3 separate regions of the Mus musculus genome follow, and regions 1 and 2 are each linked to region 3. A link is a contact called in public Hi-C data. All regions are on one chromosome and are shown on one strand. The core of a region is the stretch at or near the end of the contact, and the rest is flanking DNA. Distances in the headings are between cores, read along the strand shown.

Region 1 (4,120 bases), core at 1,387-3,886, 670 kb before region 3:
GAGACACACTGTAGTCATGTGACTCTCTTCAGGGTCACTTCTGTCCCTGCTTTCCACATAAATTAAAATTAAATTTCATCAATCCTATTAAAAATCTTCAGTTAGAGTCCTTCTTATAACGATATTAATTTCTATCAGTTTGTCTCTAAACTTCTATCTGCATCAATACAAAATGAGATTTCTGAGAATGGCCATTCATTAATATTAATAATGCTTGATTTCTTTCTTTCTTTTATTTATTTTCTTTAAAGACAGAGTGCCACTGTGCAACTCAGGCCAGCCTCAAACTCCAGGTCTTCTAGCTGACTCCCATATGCTGGAAGGACTACAGGAGTGTAATACCATGTTGTCCAGCATATAGCGTGATCCAGTACCCAGTGTTATCCAGAACCCAGCATCATCCGGCACATAGCACCCAGGGTCTTCACCTGGGAGCTGAGACTCATTCTTACTTTATTTTAAAACTTCTTCCTTGTACTTCCCTGCATTGCTGGGGGATAGGAGTAGTCTTTAAAACCAGCAGGCAGCATGTGGCCAGTACAAGGCATCAAGTGTGTGTGTGTGTGTGTGTGTGTGTGGTCTGTGTGTTTTTAAAGTATGAGAGGTAGAAATCTTCTCAATGATATAGTGTTTGTTGATGTATTATTTCATCCTCAAATATTTATTAGTGTCAAGTGCTGACCAGACAAAGGCAGTTCCATGAAACTCAAGGTAGTATAATGCACCAACCCTTCCCCACAACTGTTTAAGGCCGGTGTCATCCCTAGAAGAGAAGACAGCAAATCTGATTGTGCCTGCTCCTAAAGCCCTCTCTGGCCTCTGCAGGGGTTTCCTGGGGCACTTACACAAGGGTAGAAGGTTCTAGAAAGGAAGGGTTGGTGCCCGGGCTCCGCCTCCTCCTCAGTAATGAATCTGGCAGAAAGGAAGTGGGTATCACATGGAGAGTTAGGGGGGCTGCAGCGGCACCTGGGGAGATGGAGAGTTAGGGGGGCTGCAGTGGCACCTGGGGAGATGGAGAGTTAGGGGGGCTGCAGTGGCACCTGGGGAGATGGAGAGTTAGGGACCTGCAGTGGCACCTGGGGCCAGGGCCTGAAAATGGCAGGCAGTATACTGAGGACTAGGGTCCTGAAGGGAAGTTGAAGAGAGAACCCAGGGCTGCCAGGTTTCTTCAGTGTCTCATGGGAATCTTGTCCCCGGATTCCAGAGTAGGAGAGAATGACAGAGCATGGGGACTGCTGGTCTGGGACTCCTGGGAGTGTGTGTGTGGGACCCAGACATCCCTCCTGTTGTTTTCAGTTTCTATGCATGGAGCTGGAGAGGCTACATACATACATGCATGCATACATACATACATACATACATACATACATACATACATACACACATACATACATATCAGAGGCCCCTCTGCAGGCCACACCCAGTTTTTGCTTAGCATCAGGCCCTGCCCCTAAGGACCAAGAGATGTGGGTATCCAGGGTATGGACTAGAGTTGAGGGACAACACACAAAGCCAACAAATCCCTAGAGGCAATGAGAGAGCAAGGCTGGAAAGGATGTGCTCTTGCTCTTGTCTGCTGCAGCCAGTGTGCTTGTGTGCGTGCACACACACACACACACACACACACACACACACACACACACTTACTGGGTAATGGCTTTGGGACAGCAGGAACTATCTGCAGCATTAGAGGCAGCCCTGGTAGGTGGGGCAACCTGAGAGATGGGGGCTGTTGCTGCTTAGTCTTGGTCTTGGGACTCCCACAGAAAGAGATAGATGCTTGTAGATTAGGACCTACCTGGAACTGAAGGAATCTGGAGTGTGGGAGGGGGCTACAGAGGGCTGGGTGAGGGAGTGCCGCTCTAGCCCCCTGCCTCTTCTGTTTCAGGGTCTGTAAATGGGCAGATAACTGGGGGGAACTGACTCAGGACCTGGTAGCCTAGCTCCTGCTTGACCTTGGGCTGTTTCTCCACAGCCACAGGGTGCAACATCCAGTGACTAGAAAGAGGCAGAGGGAGATGAAGAGGCACAAGAGGACCCAGAAAGATGAACTGGGGTGGCAGGCTTGCATTACTTGGTTAATCCCTCTAGGGTGGGCCTGGCAGTGTTGAGGGGTAGTGCTCAGAGGAGGGCCTGGGTCAGGAAAATAGATCCCCCCCCATCCCTGCCTGTTATCTCCCAAATCTGGATCTTGAAGCGTCAAGCTGAGGGTTGAGACTGCAGTTTCCTTTCTGCCCCCAGTTCTTTAGTCATCTGGGAAAAGATGACGGAGTAGAACCTTTGGGTCATCAAGTCCACGTTGGGTAGGGCTGGTCCCTGGGTCCCTGGTGTTCTGCTCCCGGGCCTGGCTAGGCCTAGCATCTTCCTTGAGGGCTCTTAGCTTCTGAGTCATGCCCATTACCCTGACAATAAAGCCAGGCAGCGTGACTCCGGCAGCAGCCCGGCAGCAGCGGAGCGTCCTGCCCACCTGCAGGCACACCCAGATTGCATTTACTGAAATAAATTGCTGGAGAATATAAATCCTGTGCGCATGATTAATGGGAGGCAGGGAGGGAGGCTGGCAGCCGCCATGAGGAGGAGCCCCTGGGAACAGAGTGACACTCCAGGCACAGAGCCAACACAGATGCAGGGCCTCCCTCCCGGAAGGGGATCTAGCAACTGTGCTTCCAACCGCTAGGGTCACTGTGGAGCACTACAAGAGACCCTGTACAGGGGAGCTGGCCCTAAGACTAAAGCCAGCCCCGGCCTGGCTCACCATCAAGGATGCAGAGGAGCCCACCATGGGAACAGCTTGGAGCTGGAATAGATCTCCTGCCTATTGGGGGGTCCTGAATGCCTGTGTGTGGAAGGGGGTAGTAAAGAGAAGGTCTCAGGGAGAGGTAAGAGGGCATCAAGGATCTGGTCAGCTGTTAAGTCTATCAGCAAACCTCTTAAGGTCCCTCCAACCTCAGGCCCCACATCTGTTCAGTGAAGTTAAGCCCAGACCTCCGTACGTCACTAGAGGTTCAACAGTGTCCCCTATGCAAAATCCCCATGAAGTTGCTGGCCACATAGGCCACCATCTCAGACAGCAAATGTCGGGATTGCACATCTGTACCACCATATCCAACTTTTTTTTAAAAAGCACTTTCTGCATATTTATTTATTTATTTATTTATTTATTGTATGTAAGTACACTGTCTTCAGACACCCCAGGAGGGGGCGTCAGATCTCATTATGGATGGTTGTGAGCCACCATGTGGTTGCTGGGATTTGAACTCAGGACCTTCGGAAGAGTGGTCAGTACTCTTAACGGCTGAGCCATCTCTCCAGCCCCCACCACACCCAGCTTACAAATATTTTAAAAAACAAACAAACAAACAAACAAACCTACATTTTAAAGGGCTGGATAAATGGCTGAGTGCATAACCATAACTGCCTCCAAGCCCAAGCACCAGACTTCAATCCCTGAGCTCTACATGGTCAAAGGAAAGAATTGACATCTGCAACTTGTCCTCTGCCCTGTACACACTTAAGTTCACAGATAAAAGCAAAAGCCAACAAAACAAACACAACTAAAAATGTAACTTTTTTTTTTTTTTAAATTCGGGAGCTGTTTGTCCCGGATGGTTTCCAGGTGGAATCTCTACTCAAGATTAAGAAAGCCAGGAGTCCTGGTCTGCAGAGACTGTTCTCTTTGCAGGCTCTGACCTCCAGCCCGGGTGGCCCAGGCCTAAGCATTAACGCATCTTATGAGTCTGAACGAAGAGAGCATGGGAACAGTTGGTCCATGGAAGCCTGGGATGGGCTGAGGCTCAGCAGCTGTGGCCATGACCAGAACGGACCAAACCAGACCCTGACCAGCAGTGATCTTTGTGCTTGCCAAGAGGCTGAGACTTCCGCAGATAGGGGACTCAGGGAAAGAGTGGAAACCTGGCCTGACAGGCTCAGTGGTGGGACCTTCGCCACACTGTAGCCCACTCCGCTGTGGAAGCCTGGCGGCGGGCCTGGAACCACTGGGTAGGAGAAGGAAAGGGTCGCCCTGAGGGGCTCAGGGACCCTGGGTTGCTCAGAGGCTTTGATCCTCCCGCCACAGACCTTCCTCCTGTAGGCGGCCGTAGGGGGATTTGTAGGCGCGGGG
Region 2 (4,429 bases), core at 1,380-3,879, 530 kb before region 3:
TGTGGGAATAGTTGGGGCTGGGGGACAGAGTAGGACCGGATGAGGGATGAGACAATTAAGGGAGGGCTTGAGCGAGCCAGGTGACGAAGGCGTGTGCACTGGCCCCCAGGAGGCCAGAACAGAGAAGGTAGAGGTGGTAGAATAAGGCAGAGGGACATGGAGGAGCTGTAGCAGGCTGCCCTGTGAGAAGTGCTGCAGAGGCAGAGGAAAGGGTAAGAAAAGGCCCCTGAGGCTGGCAAGTTGAGGCAAACCACCAGGGTGGTAGGGCTGGGGAATCTGGTTTAGAAAAACAGGGAAGGGGTGATAGGTCAAGTGCAGGCAATGCTCCATTGAGTTTTGGTGAGTCAGTGACAGAAGGAAGGAGCCAGGGCCTTATGACTAGTTTTAGACAAGTCGAAGGTATTCTAGGAGGCAAGGGCTCATGCCCTGAGAGAGCCCGCAGGAAGCCATCCAGCAGGCCCAGAGGAGGGGAAGGGAAGAGTCACTGGCTTATGTCTCATTGTAGAGCAGGTTAAGGAAGGGCCTTGTAGGTAGGTCTGCAACCTCTGTCCTGACCATGCTACCTATAGGAAGGCTGGTTCATAGCAGTCAATGCTGACACCATGCTGCAGCTGTCAAGAAGAGAGGACCCTTGCTCAGTCTATAGCTAGTCAGGGACAAAGAAGCTAGATGCTTCATTCTCTGGGCTCCTCATCTAGCATGATGCCACAGGGCTGATGGGTAACCCCAGAGCACCGTCCCTGGAACTGTCAAGCCCACTGGGCAGTGGAGAGAAGAGAAAGTACTATACCCACTAGGAACAGCTACCTCGCTGTGGCTCAAGGACAGGAACAGGTCCCAGGTGGCTGCTGTTTCTGCCCCTAGAACTCAGTTTCTGGACAACAGTGAGATGCTGGCACTAACTTTGGGTCTTGCCTCAGGTGGGGAGGTGGTGCTGAGGGCAGGCCCTGTCCAGACTCATGCTCCTCAGACTTTGCCTTCATATTTTCTACTCCTCTGTACCTGGTCTCTCAATACTGCCTGGCAAGGGAGGTGAGGTCTGTAGGATGTTCTACCCTCAGATCCATTTTACCTGCTAACCCAGAAGAGAAATTCATCTTGGGATGGGAAGTCAGTGGTCTGATCAGCCCTTTCATACCCTGAATACTTGCAAAGTGGCTTCTGAAGTTGATCTGGAGCTGAGCTGCTGAGATTGAAGCCTACTGGGCCAGAGGTGAGCATCTGCCTGGCTGTTGCTGAAACCTGAAACTCCATCCATCTTCAAAGACCAAAACCAAGTGTGAGACAGAAGAGCCTCTCTGCCCTTGGCCACTAGGGCACTTGTTAACTTTGTGGGAATCTCATGCTAATGGAATTAGGCCACTCACAGAGATTGTTCAATTAGTTCTTGGTGAAAACTGCTAACATGGAAATTTGATAAGAATTGCTCCCAGCTAGTTTCAAATTCATTTCTTCGGCAAACCAAATTTCCCCCACATGGGTACATCCTCACTGTTGGCTTAAGGAGCCCTTGGGCTCCCCAGTAGCTGTGAAGGCAGCTGCTGGGCTCTCACAGGAGTTGTGTGCTAGAGCATGACTCTCCTCTATAGCTGGGCAGCCCAAGGTGGGAAGACAGCAGCCACCCTCACAGGAGACCTGCTGCTCTCTCAGCAGCCCCAAATTGAGTGTAGTGTGGTGGAAAACTGCAAGGGAATGGGGCGTGATGGGAAGTCAGTGGTCTGATCAGTACTAAATTGAGGGATGCTGGGGGTGGGGAACTGTAGAGATCTTGTTGCAGTTCCCTCTGAGGCCAGGCCAGGGTGGGGCTGGTGGCTAGGGAGCTGGAAAGTAGAGGCCTGGGGGTGGGGAAGGGGAGTGCTGCTGCAGGCCAAGCTTCAGGGGAGTGGAAGGGGTGCCTGGGAGGAGAGGCAGCAGCAGACTGACAAGGCGCCCACCAGGGCTTGACCACAGGGCCACCCCACGTCACAGCTAGGGCCTTTCACTGACCCCTTTCCTCCTGGGCTCCCTGCAACCTGCTCAATATTTTGGACGTTCCCATGAAACCGCAGGGAAATGAATGGGGCCTAGTTCACAGGCATGGAAAACCCCAGAGGAGCAGGCCTCTGGAGCCAGACATAACAGGCCTTGTGGGTGAGGCCAGAGCCAGGTTTTCTAGTCTGTGGGACTGAATCTACTCCAGGCCTTTCTATAGGTTCAGCAGGCAGAGCCCTGCTGCAGTGAAGCATGTTTGAGCCATGTTTTTCTAGTTCAAAAGGAAGTCTCCAGAGGCTAGGCGTTCAAGTGCAGCCCTCTGGCCCTGCCAAAGGGAGGCCCAGTGGCTGTGGTAGGGAGGGGGAAGGGACTGCTTGCAGTCATTTGACAGCACTGAAAGCCCTTTGTCAGCATAAAGCTAGCCACGAAGCCTTGCTCTTCCCAAGGCTTAGCTCTGCACACAGAGGCACGGGGCAGGCCTGCACGTGGGCAACAGCTCTGGCCCCTAAGCAGAACCAGGCATTGTGCTGTGTAGCATTGCAGTGAAGGGTAATTGGGCCTTGTTGGCTCTTTTATGATGTGTACACACACACACACACACACACATGAGAGCCTTTCTCTAGTTCCACTGAAACTGGAACCACTGGTTAGAGGAGGTGTGGCCAAGGCACACAGAAGCACATTCCCTCTGGGAGCTGCTGCCTGCCTGCAACAGCTTTCTGGCCCTGCTCAGATCCTAGCCAAGGCCAGGGCTCCCTCTTACACCCAAGTAGAGGAGGCTGACCCTGAAGACCTATACCAAGAACAGAGCTTGGATAAACTCAGGGAAGCCAAAGTCACCTCTCACTTTGGGAGGGATCAACTTTAGTTTGAAAGCTAGAATTTGGGTATGAAGATGTTCTAGGGAGAAGGGTGTTTTAAACACACGGATCCTCTCATACACATACAACTGCAAGAGATAGCTCTAGAGGAGAGAGGAGAGGAGGAGCCAGGTCACCCGGGAGCTCAGGCTGCTCTGCTTTATTCAAAGTGTGCTTTGCTTGGGCTGCTGGGGGGGGCGGGGTGGGCCCCATTTTCCAAGGCCACCCTGGAGTGGTGAGGCCACTAATGGTGGGAAGAAAAGAGAGTGCAGCCAAGCTCTCTGTGTGCTTTGTCATTTAGCCCAATGAGTCCTTTCCCAGGAAAAAAACTGTAGGTCTTAATGTGCACAGTGGGAAACTGAGTCTCAGAGGCTATAGAAGACGACTAGAGCCAGAATGTGGCAGGGCCCAGATCTGGGTGGGGCACCACCAAGTCCTGCAGCTTTGGCTTCTCTAGGTTTTCTGGCCTTGGGTGGCTGTGTTAAGTGGGAAGGAGGTATAAGCTATTCTCTTTGGAGAACCCTGCTCTGGGATGGTACATGAAATCCAAATGCTGCTCCCTAAAGAACTCCAAGCCTTAGTTGGTCTAGACCCTCAAACTCTTTTTTTTTTTTTTTTTTTTTTTTTTGTATTGAATGTTACTTTGTCTTCTCCTTTACCAAGCAGGGTTGTGTATCAGCTTACCTATGCAGCCCACCTCAAGCTGGAGGTAGATTTGCATGGTGGAGCTGCTCCTGTGGGTCTGGGGGATGGCCTGTGTCCCAGCATTGTTTGGTTCCATCCAATCAAGAGGACACTGCAAGTACTGAGTGCCCCTTCTGAAGTAGGTGATCTCTGTCTGGGCAATACAAGACCAGGCCTGCAGAGGCTGTGGAAGGAACCTGAGTCCATCTCTAGGGAGGGATATTAGTGGAGGGAGCCCTGGCATGAGTGACTCAAGCTGCTTGCTCTGCCTCATTCCCCTTCCCACCATGCACACTGCACCTGCAACAGATCTAGAACCAAGCATGGCTTGATTTCTGTCTGCTGGTCTGAGGCTCTGGGGAAGACCAGAACAGATGGGAGGAGCAGACAGACTGCATCTGGCATAGGAACGTAGTCAGAGCTGTGTAAGTTGTCAAGCCCCTGGGTGAACTGCCCAGGGCCCTGTCCACAGGCTTCAGTCTTTGGAGGGTAAAAGGGAGATGATCCTTCTTACTTCTTCATCTTCTCCATGGCTTTGCTGACATTTACGATTGTATCTGAGTAAGCCATAGCCTGACCTTGCATGGGGGTGGAGTTTAAAATAAGCTTCCTAGAAAGACAAGCACTTGGGAAACCATTAGGGATCCACCATCCATAAGTTTTCACCAGAAGTCCAAGGTTCAGGAGAAGGGCATCCTGGAGCCAGACACTCTTAGGTTGGAGTGTGGCTTCTACTTGTATCCTTGCTTTGCTCCAAAGCCATCAGTCACGGACAAACCATGGTTGGATCAGCTCTTAGTGGTGCCCGTGTGAGCTTGCTCACTCCTGCTCTGCCTACTGCAGTCCTAGCTTGGGGCTCTACCTGACTACTTGTGATTTTTTTCCTGTTCTTCCTGTCCCTGCATTCTTTTGGG
Region 3 (4,277 bases), core at 363-2,862:
TCCTTCAAGAGCCCCAGGGCCCGGTCTTGCTGGTTCCCCTCTTCTCCCCGTACACCATCCCCCCCTTCCCGGTAGGAACCTAAAACTGGACTCAGGTCAGGGTACCTTGCAGGCTTGGTGACCAGTCCTCTAGAGTCCTCTTGTACAGGGATCATAATCCACTAGAGGCAGGCAGTTTCTCCACAGCTGGCCACCAAGGGCCTGATGGTGCAGGGGTGGAGGTCGGTCGGGGAGGAACTTTATACCAAAACTCCTTGAAGAAAGAGAAGGCCAGGGAGACTCAAATTGGTGAGTTAGATCCCCAGGACTCACTCATATAATGAAGTTAGAGAACTCAGAAATTGTCCTCTAAACATGGTCTCTATAGTGGGTGTGTGTGTGTAAATATTTGTAAAAAATACGCCTTTTTTTTTTTTTTTTTTGGTATAGAATAGAGTTTATTCAGGTCATCGGAGGGGAGTTAAAAGGCTAGTAGAGGCAGAGGAGAGAGTAGAATAGTAGAGGCTTGCCGTGACCACGTGCTGAGGGGGGAAGGGAATGGGGAGGGAGGGAGCAAGAGGGTAAGAGCAAATAGGCTCTTTTTAAACCCCAGGGCTACTCCATGCATAAGATGTGTATGCCTGTCTAGCCACACACAAGCCCCTTAAGGCTGTGGTTCCTCAGCTGTGAGTGAGATGTGGGGTTGTGTTCCAGGCTGCTGTGAAGATTAAGTGGGATCCTGAGGAGGGATCTTTGTTAAAGGGAAAGCCTGCAATGTGCTCAAGTATGCATAGGTTACCAGAGCCCAGACGCATGCGAGGAGCCAGAGCCCAGCAGCCAGCCAGCCAGCCAGGGTGGGCCTCAGCGCCTGACCTATCTCAGAGGGAGAGGGTGCCAGTAAGAACTAAGCCAAGTCCCATGAATAATCCCTGAGCCCCTCAACCCTAACAGAAGGAAGCCGGGGTTTGGGCTCCTCACACCATTTCCATGCCCTCTAGGTTAAGTGGTGGGGCAGAGGGAAGGGGCTCTTTCCAGGGTGCCCGGATGACAGGTCTAGACGCTGCACACATCACGCCCCTACCCCACCCGCAGCGCTCTCCGCTCTCCTTCCGCCTCTAAGCTCTGGCAGAAATGCCCGTCTTCCCCCCCCCCCCCCCCCCACGTCCCTCCAGTTTGCCTCCCCTAGCTTCTCAAGGCTCTCTCCTCCCAGGTGCCACGGGATTATTATTGAACCATGTCTTGAGCACCAACATTACCTAACACACACTGTAGCCAGGATGAAATGAAAACTATATCTTGTCCCTTCTCTAATAAAATGCTCTGAACTGTGCGCTGAGGTGCACTCCTGTGATCCAAGCATTTAGATGGCAGAGATCGGAGGACCAGGATCCTTGAAGCCAGGATGGACTAAAAAAGACTATTTCAAAATACCTAAAATGAAGGTCTCGAGTCTGTCAATGTCTCCAGTCTGTACGTATGTGCTTCCCTCAGCCTCCTAGCCATCTTTCCTCCTCCACCTTCCTTCTCTGTCACAACATTGGGGTTAGTGCGCTTTTAGACATGTCTAGTGGAGTAAGGTTTTTGGATGGAGGCTGAACTGGCCGGATTTTTTCAATGCTCAACCGCCCCCTGGTGGTCATTTTGGGCATTGCAGGCCTTAGCAATCTTCAGACTGAGTTCAGAAGACAGCCTCAGGGTAGGGAAGGTAGGAGGTTACCTGGCAGTCTGCCACTCTAGAGGAGGGAGATTCCAGAGCTGTGGCCCTACAGGCTCTTGGATCAGCATGGCTTTTCACCTCCCTTTTCACCAAGATCCCCTTTAGTGTGTGTGTGTGTGTGTGTGTGTGTGTGTGTGTGTGTGTGTGTGTGACACAGGCACACTTGTGCACATATGTACTTGTGTGAACTGTTCCCCGTGCACAGGAGGCCAAGTGTTCAACTGTGTCTGCACGGAACAGATGGCAGCAGCAGATTCCGCCTTCAGAAGATGTTCGTGTGGGTGGAGCTGTGTGTGATCAAGCCAGCATCCATGTGTCTGTCCCCAGCCTCTGAGCCTGTTACCAGGCAGGAACCTGAGTCTGAGAATGCTGAGGCCTGCCTGCCCTGCCAGGAAGCTGAATGAGGCCTGCAAGCCTGTCACTGGAACAGATCCAATAGATTGCCATTGGTTCTAGGGGGTCTAGGAAGACCAACACCTAAGTCCTAAATCTTCTTGCCCGCCCCCTGCTGGTGACAGACGGAGGCTGGCTTTCTCCCTTACCCTCACAGTCCATAGGTACCATGTGTTAGATGTGACTGGCCTGTCATTGTTCACACTCTATTCCTCCTGGGCACCTGCTGGACATGCTCCCAGGATAGGGAGTTCAAGGCATATGCCCTTATTTGTGAGTTTAGACATCTGCCCAGTCTCCTGGTTGTTTAGTCTGTTTGCCCGTGATTGATAGTAAGCTGCCGTGAAGGGAAGCCTGAGCCAGGTTCTGGGAGTTCTTAGACAAGGAGTTCAACTGCTTTTATCTGCTGCCTCACTTGCTAGTTGGAGAAACCAGAGTGCATGTCTCCTGGAAGTCGAGCCAGGTGTGGTGGGTGGTACATGCCTCTGATCCCAGCACTTGGGAGGCTGAGGTAAGAGGATCTGGAGTTCAAGGTCAGCCTGGGTTACAAAGTGAATTCCAGGCCAGGTCAGCCTAGAAAATAGCGTGAATAAAAATAAATAAATAAATAGAAGAAGGAAGGAAGGAAGGAAGGAAGGAAGGAAGGAAGGAAGGAAGGAAGGAAGGAAGGAAAAGAGCTGAGCCTAGAGCTAGTACAGGCCAGTAATCCTAGGTACTTGGGAGTCTGAGTCAGAAGGATCACTGATTCAAAACTGGACTATACAAGGATCACTAATTCAAGACCCTGTCTCTACAGTCATTAAAAAGGTCTAGAGATACAGTGCAGTGGAAATGTATTTGCCTAGTATGTGTGAGACCTGGGGTTTAATCCCCAAAAACATAAGAATGAAGGATGAGAGCCTTGGGTTGAACGTGGCCATTCTCACTGGGCTCTGCCCTGTGCTTCCCATGCTCATGTCTCTGTGTCCTGTGACCCATAGCCACATATAAGACCGATTCCTGCAGCTCTGGGACTAGCAGCAGTTTCCCGAGCTGAGAACGATGTACAGTTCCTGGGTTGCTGTCTCCTTTGCTCCATGCAGACAACAAACACAGACTTGACTTCCTAATATCCAAGCTGCTCTGGGTAAGCCCAGGTACTTAGGGGAGTGAAGGGGCCAGAAGTCTGAAGCAAGTTCTCTCCAGCTTCCAGCCTTGGCATATTTGGCCACCTGGGGGAGCCCTCTGTCCCCTTCAGTCAGAGGAGTGGAAGAGGGGTGTGTGGAAACAGGAACCCATCTGTTGTCAGCCCCTACATACGAGACTCTGAATGAGGATACCTAGCAAGAACCAGGCCTGAGAAGGGTGACTTTCTTGGGAGCCTTGGCATCACAAAGAACATGCAGCAAGCACCTCTAAATGTGATCAGGGAGAGAAATTCAATGAGGCTGGGACCCCCAGATTCCTGAAGCTCTGAGGAGCTCACCCTTGGTTCTTTGGCCTTGTACTGCCATTAAGATGATTGAAGGAATCACTAAGATCCTGTCTCAAAAGTCCTAGGTAGAGACCCGGAGATACAGCTTAGTTAGTAAAGTGTTTAAATGCAGGTCTGAGTTTGACTCCCTAGTACCACATAATCTGGACCTGTAGAACAGGTCTATATAGTCTCAGCATTTGGGAGGTGGTGGCAAGATAATCAGAAGTTTAAGGTCATCTTCAGCTACATAGTATGAGGTCAGCTTGGACAACATGAGACCCAGTCTCAAAACAAAACAAAACAAAACAAAACAAAACAAAACAAAACAGGACCCAGGTAGAGGGCTTGCCTAGCATGTGCAAGGCCCTGGATTTTCTATCCCAAACACCATTTCAAAAAAAAAAAAAGGCCAGGTGTCCTAAGAATGGAGAGCAATGGAGAGATTATGGCTGACATCACCTTTATGGGGTGGCTATGAGAGAAGTTACTGAGACAAGTGAGAGGCACCTCTATTACTCAACACAAGAGGGATCTGGGTGGCTGCAGGTTGACAACAAGCATCAGACAACATGGAGGTTAGAGTCAGGTGCCCTTGAGTGGGGATGGTAGAGGGGTGGAGCAGAGCCCAACATCACCAGCCCTGCCTGAAGGGGTCCCTTACAACCTGCCTTCTCCACTGCGGGTTCTGAGAACTATCCACAGGCAGTGTGGATACCCAACAGTGGTGGACTG

What was found. A called contact is a pair of places that touch in the nucleus more often than the background predicts.
Region 1: a Hi-C map of the N1E-115 cell line shows a contact between it and region 3, with 5 times the contacts expected there. The contact joins two enhancer-like sites. A contact is called at or near these places in 1 of 15 datasets of contacts at CTCF or cohesin (the NIH/3T3 cell line), 2 of 484 Hi-C or Micro-C datasets (the N1E-115 cell line and embryonic stem cells) and 6 of 115 datasets of contacts at active chromatin or transcription factors (astrocytes, embryonic forebrain, embryonic stem cells and 2 more).
Region 2: a contact with region 3 is called in a Hi-C map of the N1E-115 cell line, with 11 times the contacts expected there. The contact joins two enhancer-like sites. A contact is called at or near these places in 1 of 15 datasets of contacts at CTCF or cohesin (the NIH/3T3 cell line), 1 of 484 Hi-C or Micro-C datasets (the N1E-115 cell line), 2 of 115 datasets of contacts at active chromatin or transcription factors (large pre-B cells and oligodendrocyte precursor cells) and 1 of 9 other capture datasets (embryonic tail).

What each region holds. Positions count from the first base shown.
Region 1 is chr1:87,174,482-87,178,601 of GRCm38.p6, reverse strand. No RefSeq gene overlaps it. Among named protein-coding and RNA genes, the nearest start is that of Prss56, 6.8 kb to the left of the region's middle. Within about 2 kb of position 2,636, at least 133 of the 459 cell types and tissues checked have an H3K27ac peak or open chromatin away from gene starts, as enhancers often do. A contact at or near this core is called in the N1E-115 cell line, the NIH/3T3 cell line and pancreatic cancer cells, where this site is marked.
Region 2 is chr1:87,033,926-87,038,354 of GRCm38.p6, reverse strand. All of the region lies in intron 14 of Dis3l2 (DIS3 like 3'-5' exoribonuclease 2), which reads right to left. Among named protein-coding and RNA genes, the nearest start is that of Gm28375, 31 kb to the left of the region's middle. Within about 2 kb of position 2,629, at least 179 of the 459 cell types and tissues checked have an H3K27ac peak or open chromatin away from gene starts, as enhancers often do. A contact at or near this core is called in the N1E-115 cell line and oligodendrocyte precursor cells, where this site is marked.
Region 3 is chr1:86,499,121-86,503,397 of GRCm38.p6, reverse strand. No RefSeq gene overlaps it. Among named protein-coding and RNA genes, the nearest start is that of Ptma, 25 kb to the left of the region's middle. Within about 2 kb of position 1,612, at least 160 of the 459 cell types and tissues checked have an H3K27ac peak or open chromatin away from gene starts, as enhancers often do. A contact at or near this core is called in the N1E-115 cell line, the NIH/3T3 cell line, oligodendrocyte precursor cells and 1 more, where this site is marked.